Regions from separate parts of the Zea mays genome. Here region 2 is linked to region 1. The links are chromatin contacts, called in public Hi-C maps. All regions are on one chromosome and are shown on one strand. The core of a region is the stretch at or near the end of the contact, and the rest is flanking DNA. Distances in the headings are between cores, read along the strand shown.

Evidence for each region. Hi-C and Micro-C count contacts between places; a contact is called where the count stands out from the background.
Region 2: a Hi-C map of leaf shows a contact between it and region 1, with 5 times the contacts expected there. The contact joins the promoter of LOC103646014 here to the promoter of LOC103646012 in region 1. A contact is called at or near these places in 2 of 25 Hi-C or Micro-C datasets (leaf and tassel).

Annotation. Positions count from the first base shown.
Region 1 is chr2:14,412,382-14,419,100 of Zm-B73-REFERENCE-NAM-5.0, reverse strand. LOC103646012 (putative ABC transporter C family member 15) reads left to right here and starts at 3,288. Exons shown (of 11, transcript XM_008670752.3): 1 at 3,288-3,564; 2 at 4,827-6,719. The coding sequence starts at 3,459.
Region 2 is chr2:14,653,463-14,660,181 of Zm-B73-REFERENCE-NAM-5.0, reverse strand. LOC103646014 (sirohydrochlorin ferrochelatase, chloroplastic) reads right to left here and starts at 2,617. Exons shown (of 9, transcript XR_004856152.1): 1 at 2,393-2,617; 2 at 1,178-1,381; 3 at 53-255.

The DNA.
Region 1 (6,719 bases), core at 2,039-4,538:
GAAGAAGGAGGAGACGGCGGCGGCACGGGGATAGGGATGCGCGCGGCGGCGGCGAGGGCGGGGAGGCGCGCGAAACAGGACTTACGCCTGGGTGCATTCAATATAGAGAATGCACCCAGGTGCATTTTAGCAGCGCCGTATATATATATATATATATATATATATATATATATATATATATATATATATATATATATATATATATATATATATATAGGGTGATGGTAATGGGAGCCTTCCATTAGTATGGGAAGCCTCAGTCAGGTATATCTACGCGCGCTCGATCTGGTTCTGGCTCGAGCGGATTGCAGCGTAAAACGTGACCTAAAACAGCGTAAATGAGTACGAAATTTAGCGTAAATCTTATATCTGTTTTGTAACAGCAAACGGGGCCTAAAAATACGGCGTAAAAATCGCATGCAACCGATCGTGCGCGGGTTCTGGCTCGGGCGGATTCCAGCGTAAAACGTGAGCTAAAACAGCGTAAATGAGTACGAAATTTAGCGTAATTCCTATATCTGTTTTGTAACAGCAAACGGAGCCTAAAATTACGGCGTAAAAATCGTGTGCACCCGATCGTGCGCGGGTTCTGGATCGGGTGGATTTTAGCGTAAAACGTGAACCAAAACAGCGTAAATGAGTACAAATTTTATCGTAAATCATCGATCTGTTTCGTAACGACAAATGGGTCTCGAATTACGGCATGAAAATCGCCACAGGCGCTGTCTCGGGCGGATTTCGGCATAAAACGTGAACCAAAACAGCGTAAATGAGTATGAATTTTAGCGTAAATCATCGATTGATTTCGTAACGGCAAATGGGGACAAATTACGGCGTAAAAATCGTGCGCGGGTTCTGGCTCGAGCGGATTTAAGTGTAAATCGTGAACCAAAACAGCGTAAATGACTGGTTCTGGCTCGAGCGGATTTAAGTGTAAATCGTGAACCAAAACAGCGTAAATGAGTATAAATTTTAGCATAAATGAATAGAAATATCAGAAACAGACAAATAGATGGAACTGAAATATAGGTCATAAAAACCTATTGACATTGGCATAAATATGTATACAAAATAGCATAAAAATAGGATCGTCGTCCTGCGGAACCAGCGCCTCGCATCTGGGATGCGCCACCACTTCGTGCCTAGGGAGGATGCCGTCGTCGCTAGCGCCTAGGGAAATCCGCCGTCGCGACCGCTGGCACATCGCCGTCGTGCGCACCTCATGGGGCCGCCGCCGCGTGCGTGCCCTCGGGATCCGATGCCGCAGCGTGTCCCTAGATTCGCCGTCGCGCCACAGGAATCCGCCATCGCGAGCGTGTCCCCAGATCCGCCGTCGCGCCTCAGGGATCCGCCGTCGCGAGCGTGTCCCCAGATCCGTCATCGCGCCACAGATGCTGGAGCGGCGGTGGCGGTGGCCATCGCAGAGACGGACGGGACAACCGCCGTTGTCACCGGGCCTAGGGTGCGCTGCCGTCGTCCGTCTGCTTCAAGAGCGCCGTCACCGCTTGCTCGCCTGCCTCGGAGCGTCGTTGTCGCTCGTTCCTGGTGGAGCGCCGCCGTCGGTCGCCTGCCTCGAGGTGACACCGCTGCTGGCCCCCAGGATCACCGCCGCTCGCACGCCCTAGAGAACCGCCGCCGCCGCTAAAACCTAATTCCTGGCGGCGTGGGGGTGTTTTTATAGTGGTGGCGTGGGCCGGATCGTGGGCCCGATGCACGTAATATGCGCAGACTATATTTGCATAAACTGATACACACATCAGCATAACTCGTATTATATTTTGGCGTAAGCAGTTAGGTACAATAAGCCAAAAAGGGTCCGGTGCGGTCGCGCACCTGGTCGGTACGTGATCGGGGCTTCCTATAGTTAAATAGAGCATATGACTCTAAATACATATACTATATATATATATATATATATATATATATATATATATATATATATATATATATATATATATATATATATATATATATATATATATATATAGCCGTATAGGACGACGACGACGACGACATGCACCAATGCATGCGCTCCAATAATGTCAGAGGATGAGACAAATTGAGGCTAGCTGTCGTCTGTCGATCAGCAAAAGGAAGCTAATGATGCATGACGAGCAGGCTTCACACTTCACAGTCTCTTTCTAGTACGGGAAAGAGTGGATACTCAAGTACTCAATTGGCAAATAATGCCAAAGTACGTGAGCCCACCACCACTGAGCAAAAAGAGAAAGAAATAAAAAAAAGGCAGCACAAATAAAGATGTGCATGCAAAGCTTTCCCGTCTCGCGCGATCGCTCTCCTTCCACACGTATCCCGCGCGCATTTTTTTTTGTTTCGTCCAGTGCTGCTGCTGCATGGGCGCGCGGTGTCTTGTATGTCCAGACTCAGATGTGCCGATGTGCGTGTGCCGGCGGCGACGAGGGTAGTACATAGGCCGTAGGCGTGTGGTTGCTTGCATGTGCCGCTGCTCGCTCGGCTCGGCTCGGCGGCCGGCTTTGTCTTCCTGCCTGTCTTCAATTTATAACAAAGTTCTTAACATCACTACCATCACCACCTCCTGTTTCTTTTTTCTTTTTTCGTTTTGTTTTGCACGACGGACGACAGTAGTCGACAGACGTGGTCGTCTGGGATGATTCTGTGATTTCATCTCACAAGCATCTGCCGGTATAATATGGTTAATATAATATATAGGTGACGACCGGCGATAGGCATGTGCTTGGACAGGACAGGACAGGATACGTACGTCGTTGGCCTCGTTTTGTCGACCTCTCGTTTCATTAACTCCTTGGCATCTACTGCAAAAGCAGATCAAAGATTGTATTTTCAGCAGGCGCGCGCGAATCGTTTCTTTGCGACTATGACGCCACCGCGTACGTAGCAGTAGCACTAGCACGTGTCTAAGTCAAGGCATGCATGCGCTTCTGGGGTAAATTAACGAATGATGCGTGACCGATGCTTCTGGGGTATAAAATCATATTAGTTTAATTGATTTTTACCTAAATTACTATTATTAGAATGGCATTCAATTCAAGGATCCGAACAGGCGTTATTTAATTTCAAAGAAATCATTTTCATCTGCAGAACTACTGATCGTGCACAAATCCGCAATATATTCAGCTGGAAGCTAGCTAGTATACGCACAGAAATAAGAAAAAATAACCTGCAGGAGAATAGGACATACTGCTGCCAATCATAAATAAAAAATGTAGCAGCTGCTATAGCGGTGTTGTTTTTTTCCACAGGTGGTGCCGCCGTGCCGGGCTCGTTCTGTGAAAACTGAAAGCTGCATATTCGGGATCTGCGGCCACCGTACCGCACCATGCCACGCCAAAAGCGCAACAAACAGGGGGTCATGCACCTCCAGTCTCCACCTCCCTCCTATTATATCATCGTCACTTGTACACCGCCCCTCACAGTCTCACTTCCCTCCACTCCAATTCCCTCTCTCTGGCGACACGATGGAGAGGGGGGGCCTGCACTACTGGCCTGCTCTCGCGGGGATTCTTCCCAACAAGCAGGTGCAACAGCTGTTCATCCAGGGGGGCTTCCTCGATGACCCGTCAGGTAAGGCTTCCTTCGATCCATCCCGGCGGCCTGCACCAATTGCATGCAAACGTCGTCTGAATCCGCTCCACTCCTCGCCTCCTCCAAGACATGTACATATAGACGACTTGACTCCATGCGCCAGCTAGCTACACACCACCGCGCCGTGGTTTTTCCAGTTTGCCCCCACCTGTAGTTTCTTTTCCCTCTCCTGCTTCCTTGGTTCTGCAATGTCTGCGAAAAATATCAGGAGAACAGAAACAGAACAAATGGCGCTGAAGAATGCGCAGCATAGACTACAACTGTGCCAATGAAGAAAACATGGTTCAGATGTGCGATGGCCCTAGTAATTTTGAGTTAGCTATTTGTTTACCCCAATATATAAGATGATAATCACAAGGCCGAAAAATAACTCAGGCAGCGGTAAAAATTGTCCGTTCATTCCAAGTATGTTTTTTACGTAACATAGCAAATTGGGATGGGAACAGTAAGTCATGGGCTGTGCTTAGCTTTCTGCTCCATCTGATGACTAGCGTCCAACTCCCTCCATCGCGAGGAGTTAAGGACATAACTTCTCCTATAGCCTCAGGTATCATTACAAGATACCGTAGCTAGAAAAAGAATAGTGAACGACCCAACATTTATAGTGCAATCGGAGAATGTTTCTGTCAGCACATGAATATTGGCGGTTAGCCAGTTTTGGTTCATGGGAGCAAACCATCAGGAAAGGGAGAACGCCAATGTGAAAGGTTTGAGCACATGTGGTCCATGTCACTACTTTAAAAGGCAGCCAATCAAGGACGAAAGTTCCAAAAAAAAAAACTGAAAATTGCATTGTCCAGTCATTCTTGACAGGAGTAAAAAGCAGAATGGACCTGTAGTCCTGGATGTGGCCAAATCTTATCCTGGTGTTTCTAAAACAACAAAAATAGAAAATCTTAACTGAAAAAATAGAATAGCCCAACTCAAAGATGAACTACGCCCCAAACATGATGATAATGATTGGTGCTGATTGTTCTCTTTTCCTAACAATTTATTATATGCTAATCAATTTCTCAATGATTATGGTTAGCAGCTTATCTACAATTTTAAATAATGCTTGCAAGAAATAGTTGAAGTCCAGTCCTCACAAGAACGTGTTTGTTTCTACTTTTCTTGAGTACCGGTAACATAATTGCAGCTACTAGCTCCTATGTTATTATATCCACAAGAGAAAAATGATGCTTCAAGAATGTATTCCTGCGTAAGTTTTTTGACATGAAATTTGCAAACTGTTATTACAGGTTCTACTATATTGCATCATATGCAAGAATGGCAAGACCTATATTCACCTTGCTTCTGGATGGTCACTTTTGCACTGATACAATTGATGTTCATCATGAGTATATTGGCTCAATTTCTGTTCAAGAAATTCAGATGGTGGAGACAGAGACTGAAGGGTTCAGCTCCTGAAAGCAATAAACAACATCAGGAACACAAGATTACAGATATAAAGCTGGACATCTCATACAAAGCATGCAAAGCTTGTTGCCTGCTTATACTAGGAAGTCATGTTCTGAGGGCAGTATTTCTACAGTTACATGAAAGAATAAGTGATTGCAAGTATCCACCCTTTATTATTTGTGAAGGTTTGCAGGTGCTATCGTGGATAATATTGTCACTAGCAGTATTCAGTTTTCAGAAAGCAAAATCTACAAAAATTCCAAAGGTAATTCGGACATGGTGGATATTTAGCTTTCTACAATCAGTTGCCATCGTTGTATTTGATCTCAGGTCAATTTTGGCAACCCATGAAGATATAGGATTTGAAGAATGGATCGATATGTGCATGCTTGTTGTTTGCACTTATCTGTTTGCAATTTCAGTCAGGGGGAAAACAGGAATCAGATTCACAGACAGCAGCGTAACAGAGGCACTATTGAATCCATCTGTGGGACAGCAGGCAGAAGTCAAACGGCCATGCCCATATGGAAGAGCAAATATTCTTGAACTTGTCACCTTCTCCTGGATGAACCCCGTCTTTTCTATCGGATACAAGAAACCTCTAGAGAAGAATGAGGTGCCAGATGTTGATGGCAAAGACGCTGCTGAGTTTCTTTCTGATTCATTTAAAAAGATCATAGGTGATGTTGAACACAGGCATGGTTTAAGTACTTTATCGATCTATAGAGCAATGTTTCTATTTATAGGACGGAAAGCAATTATCAATGCAGGATTTGCAATTTTAAGTGCCAGCGCATCCTATGTCGGACCCTCACTGATTAATGATTTGGTGAAATTCCTTGGAGGAGAGAGGCAATATGGACTCAAAAGAGGTTATATTCTCGCTGTTGTTTTTCTAAGTGCCAAAGTTGTGGAGACCATAGCACAGAGGCAGTGGATTTTTGGAGCTCGACAGCTTGGGATGCGGCTGCGAGCTGCTTTGATATCCCACATCTATCAAAAGGGCCTTCGCTTATCCTGCAGTTCAAGGCAGAAGCATACTAGTGGAGAGATCATAAACTACATGAGTGTGGATATACAAAGGATAACTGATGTTATATGGTATACAAACTATATCTGGATGCTACCCATTCAACTTTCTCTAGCTGTTTATGTGCTCCATACAAACTTAGGGGTCGGGGCCTGGGCTGGTTTAGCAGCGACATTAGCAATAATGGCTTGCAATATTCCACTAACCAGAATGCAAAAGAGGTTGCAAGCCAAAATCATGGTTGCCAAAGACAACAGAATGAAGGCAACAACGGAAGTTCTTAGAAGCATGAAAATACTGAAACTTCAAGCGTGGGATATGAAGTACCTTCAGAAGCTAGAAAGTTTACGAGGCGAGGAGTACAACTGGCTATGGAGATCGGTGAGGTTGTCGGCTCTAACAACGTTCATATTTTGGGGGTCACCTGCATTCATTTCCTCCATAACATTTGGCTCATGTATACTTATGGGGATTCCTCTGACAGCTGGAACTGTTTTGTCAGCTCTTGCGACATTCCGCATGCTACAAGATCCAATTTTCACACTTCCTGACTTACTTTCAGTGTTTGCTCAGGGAAAAGTTTCAGCTGACAGAGTGGCAAAATACCTTGAGGAAGAAGAATTGAAATGTGATGCGGTTACACAAGTACCAAGAAATGACACAGACTATGATGTGGAGATTGATCATGGAATATTCAGCTGGG
Region 2 (6,719 bases), core at 1,368-3,867, 240 kb before region 1:
AAAGCACCATGATTGCAAAAGATATGCCTTGCAAAAAAATCAGGTTTATTACTTAGCATGAGATTGGATTCTTGGCGTCTTGACCCATGATCAACAATGACCACAGCATCCTTATCCCCCACAGCAAAATCCTCCCTCCAAGATGTTTCGGACCCAAGTGCTGGTTTCGGTACGGAGTTCATAGCCAGGTTTCCACTAGACCTTCCAGCTGTCCGCAGGTTGACAAAATGGATGGCCTTCCTCACAGCAGTGCTCCTAATGCCAAGAAAAAACAGATACGTTATGAGAAGCAGAGACACAGGAACAATAGCAGATCGCACAATTTGCCAAGAGGTTAGATAAATGGATCACCTTGAAACAAGTTTTTTTGCAGGAGTTGCGGTAAAGGGCTGGGAGGGGACTGGAACAGGGTGCATAGTTGGGGGCAGTGGCGGAGGACGCCGACGAAACGAGGTATGGTTGTCGGCTGTTGGCCACTGGCCGCTGCCCGAGCCAGCCGCTGGGCGGTTGGCGCCGGGCTGAGCTGGCAGGCTGGACACTGGCTCTGCGTCCAGTGGCGGATCCAGGATTTAGTGACGCCCCGAGCCGATTTGCATACAATACATCATTCATGATCCATAGTACTCCCTCCGTTTTTAAATATATAACGTCATTGACTTTTTTAAAAACCTTTGACCACTCGTCTTATTCGAAATATTTATTTGAGAATCTAAAATTTCAAGTCACGCTCAAACTACCTTAAGTGATAAAACAAATTATAACAAAATAAATAATATTTCAAATTTTTTGTTGAATAAGACGATAGGTCAAAGTTTTCAAAAAAAAATCAACGACATCATATATTTAAGGTAGTATCTTTCAGCAGTTAACTAGCACCAGATTTGACAATAGGCTTGTGATTATGAAATGTGAGCTTAGAAACAGTTGAAATTTATTATAGACAGACAAAACACTGATGATGTAAGCTAATTAAAACATAAAACTATAAAGAAAGAAACAAAAATATAATAGATGAATGGGACGATCAGAAGATGTAAGTGCACTTCCAAGTGTGGTAGCGGCATTTATGACTTTGACCCTAAGCCAATAGCTGACAATGCTCTGAAATTGCCCAAAAAACAACGGAGCGCATAAACAGGCAAAATCAAGTGGGCCATGGGGAGCTGGGAGCGTGTACCTCGGTTGCTAGCACCAGGCCACCAACACACGCACAGCCTCTGTGGTGCCCTGCCGCACCAAGATCTGCGTCTCAGCGGAGGGCGGAGGAGCTGGGCGAGACCGCGAGCAGGAGGCGGTGCTGGCCGGACGGTCGGAGGGAGCTAGGCAGCTGGCCGGACCACCGGACGGAGCTGCTAGAGGACGGTCGGAGTGGCGGCGGGGACTGCTGGAGAGAAATTTGGATTTATGCTATTATGGGAACTGTGTTTCACCCAAATGCCATTATGTAAACATGTTTCGCTGATCCACCATTCTCAAACATTGTCTTGCAGACAAAATGTCACTTAGGGGTTATTTCAAACATAACCTTATTTTATTATATTAGCAGCTAGTGACCGGACACTTTTGCCCTTGATCGAATCAAGGGCAAGAAATCTATACGCCGCTCAGCTCGGGCTCGCCGCACAGCTGGCATATATTGACAAGTCCTGGGCACTCCCGTACGTGAGGGCGAGGTCCAGTTGGGACATTTGAAACCTGTGGACATTGCGGCCACATGTGCTGAACATTTGCAGCCTGTGCACAATAACAGAAACTAGTAACATGTGCACTTTAACAGATTCAACATTTTCAGTTCTGAATATTTGTTTCAGATAACAGTACACATCTAAACCTGAACATTTGTTTAAGATAACATAACACATCAAAATAACTACGATCTCCATCCAACAGCGGCTGCGACTATCTCCACTATAGAAAGAAGAAAAAAAAGAAAGGAGGAAATTTTCTAGTGAATACTAGAAAAGAGGGCTTTCTACATAGGGATCGTCAAAACAACGATTTTACCCTATCAGCTGTAGGAAGGAAGGACACTTCACGAGAATCAAAATAGGAAGAAAGTAGAGCCTATACTACTATTCTATGGATAAAGCTGAAATTGATAGAGAAAACACCGTAAAGATCAATTAGTGAGCGACTGGGTCGATACAACTAAAAAAAACTGCTTCATTATACCACGATATGGGACAAAATTTAGGAATCCGCTTATGTAATAAAGCCGATCTAACACTAGTTCATTTGATAGCATAAAACACCAGCTTCTAACACTAGCTTATTTAAATCTTGGGTAACACATAAAACAACAGCTTCTAATCATCTTGTCACTCAAATCAGGAAAACGCTAGAGGGAAGGGAGACAAGGGAGATCTCGACACAGGGCGCCGCTGCTGTATACCTTGGAGCCGGGCACCGCTGGTGGATGCCGAGGGGGGGCGGGCACCGTCGGTGCAGTCAGAGGGCCGGCCGTCGCAGGTGCAGCCCGAGGGGAGCCGAGCGCCTTCGGTGGAGTCCGTCCGAGCAGAGCCGGGCGCCGCCGCCGCCACAGCACAAGGAGAGAGCCACTCGGATGAGGATGAGGAAAGAGAGAGGAATACGCCCAGGTTTGCTCACGTGAAACGTTTCGTCAGGGGGAGAAGGAGCCGAATTTTTTGTTTTTTAGCCCCTTTCGTGACAAAAATTTACGTTTGGACCCCCAGAAATTTTATTTGCATGTTTGGACCCGAAGCTCGGCGCCATAGGCTGTGGCGCCGAGCTAACACAGCATGAGTCCAACGTCTCCAGCATCACACAGTTTTCAGGATAAGACCAACATCACAAAAGTATTCATTTCCTCCTAGTCTTACCCTTGCCCTTGGCCCCAAGAGCGTCGGTGCCTGGAGTGTAAGGGTCTCGTGGACGTCTTCTACGTGGTGTCAGATGTGATGGCTGAGTTGTAGGAGCATCCTGCAACTGAGATGGTCCAATCTCCACCTGACCTGCGGTGCCAGCGCCAGCGTCGTCGTCGTCGTCGTCGTCGTCGTCGTCCTCGTCGTCGTGGGCCACGTCCTCAAACGTGTCCCGCGTCGATCGCGAGGAGCTCAGTCCTGCTGTAGATGTTGGTTTAGGTGCCCATCTCTGCCCTCGGGTCTGCATTGCCTTGGCCTGCGCGTGTCTATCATTAAACCAAGCCACTAGCCTATAAAAAGTGAATGTTACTATAGCATTGACTGGCATGCCCCGTATACCCTTGAGCACACTGTTAAATGACTCGGCCATGTTGCTAGTCTGAAACTCGAACCGCCAGCCACCTTCGTCATAGGCCCTTGTCCATTTCTGCGGTTCCCTCAGCAATCCAGCAATCCAGTTCTTACCTTCAGCATTTGTTGCATCTTTTAGTTCCTTCAACTTATCCTCGAAAAACGAAACCTCCAACTGTCGACATACCTCCTCAAAAGGGGGAAGTTAGCCTTGCTATGGTCCTTTCGAAGAAGATTTTCTGCTAGATGTCGAGTGCACCATCTGTGGTGCATGGGTGCGTAGCCAGGAATCTGCTCTTGCACTGCATTAAGAATACCTTGGTGTCTGTCAGATATGACACCAACCTCGCGTCCAGGGCCTACGACATGGATGCGTACAAGCCGCAAGAACCAAGACCAACTATCTCTGTTCTCCCTCTCCACCAAAGCAAATGCCAAAGGAACCAGTGCGTTGTCTGCGTTGCATGATATGGCAACCAACAATGTGCTCTTATACTTCCCAAGCAGAAAAGTACCATCAATAGAGAGCACGGGACGACAATGCCTGAAGGCCTCTATGCACTGCGAGAAACACCAGAAAGCACGAAAAAATATCTCTCTGTCGTTCCTCCATTCATTAGGTTTGGGGATGTACTCGTAATGCATGCCTGGGTTTTTTGCTTTCATTGCATTGAACAATGTTGGTAACTTCTCATAACCCTCCTCCCAATCCCCGTATATCATCTTCCATGCTCGCTGCTTTGCCCTCCATGCTTTCCCATATTTGATCCTGTAACCAAACAGCTCTGAAGTCATGGTCATAATTGACTTCACCTTCAAGTTTGGCTGACCCTTCAATATCCCCAATATCCTTTTCGCAATCAGGGTAGATGTCAACTGACGATGCTTAGAGCTCAGCTCTGTCTGGGCACAAGTGTGTGGACCTACAATTTTGGTGATCTTAAACTTTCCGGTGTCCTTCTGCCTTCGGGCACATACCCTCCAATTACATTCCGACACCTCGCACACAACGGTGTAACGACGTTGTGCATACGAATGTCTCACCTTGAACGGTCTCTTGCGGTTCACAGAATATTCCTGTAGCCATCGTCTCAGTGTAGGCAGGTCCTTGAAAAGTAAGCCTACCTTAATCTCAATGCTGTCGGCGTTATCCGGAGCCTCTAGCAGTTCATCGTCACGTCCTTCAGCATATGCACGGGTGGAATTACTTAAACTGCTAAATTCATGTACTGCAGGGTCACGCTCCGGACACAAACGTCTTATGAGTTCAATTTCTTGCTCGGTCATTTCTTGAACCGGACGGTCATCATCAGAATCTAAGGCTCGTGCAGCCTCATATGGCTCCTCCTCATCCTCAATCTGAACATCAACACTATTTGATGCCCTGCATATGTTGTCCATATTATATGACACAGGCACATCAAGATAAGCAGCATTATCGATATGTGGAGATCCTGCATCGGGTCGAAGCAAGAAAAACCACATTAAAAAGTCTAATCAAACGAAATAACGATGGATACGAACAACGTGTCAAAGACACTTACTAGGATGATCGTGAATTGGATCCTGGGTCAATGGGATCTCTTGGGGGGTACCACCGGATTAGAAGCCCCACAAACGCCAGGAAGAGGATGAGAAATCCCATACTCGCGCGGACCCGATTGAGCATCGGGCACAACAACCACTTCTTCATGAAGCTCTACCAAAGGAGCTTCAATACGAGATGCATTTGGCATTTGTGGAGACAACCCGACTGGACCATCGCAATGACTAACAGGTAACTTTTGAACAACCACATCCAAACATGGTGGAACCATCGTCTTCACAATTCTTAAATATATCACCCAATCATCTTCTGAGGTAATGGAGATCAACCGTCGGACAACTGTTCCATATGTAATATGGGACAACAAACCCTGAATTGATATTCTAGGGTCGTTTATGTCGCAACTAATCTCCTCACAAGCTCGAGCCAAAAGCTTGTCAAAAGATGGTCTTTCATCGAACAACATGGTCACGATCTTCATACCATCAAAAGTAACATTCCCATAAGCATCTATCTCCACCCTTCCTCCATGGTATAGTGTTACTAGGTTGTCCATCTATTGCAAAAATGGATTACTAACTCAATAATGGCTATATACTTAAGCCTACAAACTTACTAACTAATAAATATATACTAACTAATAACTATATAGTAAATATTAAATGACCACATCAAACGAAATTACATAATCTATGAATAATGTACGAAAACAATGTATACCTGAGATCGCGTACAAGTCCAGCTAACGGTGGAGAAGGTCAAGTCGGAAGAACACCTACGTACAAAAACAACTATTGTCAATAAAAAATTTGGCAGCACCTCCCCTATAAAGTGATGTTTATAGAACCTGCAAATAAACGACAACACGATGGTTGCCAACACACAAAAGTGCACGATATCTACATAACAAACAATATGTTGAACATGTAATATTAATGTGCTAAACAAAATGAAAACTATATAATCACTAACAATTTACTAAACACTAACTATATGTTAAACAAGAAAATAGCTAAACAAGTGAATATCTAACTAATTACTAAACACTAACAATATCTAACAATTTACTAACTAAGTGAATAGCTAACAATTTACAACAATAAAAATAATTACCTCGCGGGCGGAGGATGCTCTTGCGGGCGAGCGGCGGCCGGGGCGGGCGTGCGCGGTGGCCGGGGCGGGCGTGCGCGGTGGCCGGGGCGAGCGTGCGCGGTGGCCGGAGAGGGCGCGCGGCGGCCGGGAACGGCGACCGCGGTCGCCTGAGCGTGCGCGCGCGGCGGCCGGGAACGGCGAGCGCTCGGCGGCCGGACCGGGGGCGCGCGGGCGCCGGAGCGGGCGCGCGCGACGGCCGGAGGGAAGGGCGAGCGCGGCGGCGGCGCCCGGGAGCGCGCGGCGGCCGGAGGGAAGGGCGAGCGGCGGTGGCTTGCGGCTGGGAAAATTGCGGCGGAAACAGAGAAGAAACGGAGAGAAGAACGTTACCTGCGGTTAAGTCCTAGCTCGGCGCCAAGATCTGTGGCGCCGAGCTAGGCGCCACGCGGACGACCACGTCATCGCTGACAGCCTTGGCCACGTCATAGCTCGGCGCCATAGGCTATGACGTCGAGATGTGTTAGCTCGGCGTCATAGGCTATGGCGCCGAGCTAAGGGTCCAAAATTGAGTTTAAAATTTTTTTAGGTCTAAACGAGATTTTAAACCTGATAAAGGGCTAAAATACAAAAAATTTGGGAGGAGAGGAGGAGCCGAGCGGTTTGCGGCATGGGAGGAGTCCGGCACACGCTCCACTGAAGGCAACTAGTAACTACCGCGCGCCCCTGCGCGCGTGCGTGCCTGCAGGATGGAGAATGGTCCGGTTCAGGTCTCGATCACACAGAGGAAAAAATACCGACGTGGACATACTGATTTATTCCCCGGTCTATTTATAGCTCTAGCAATAAAATCT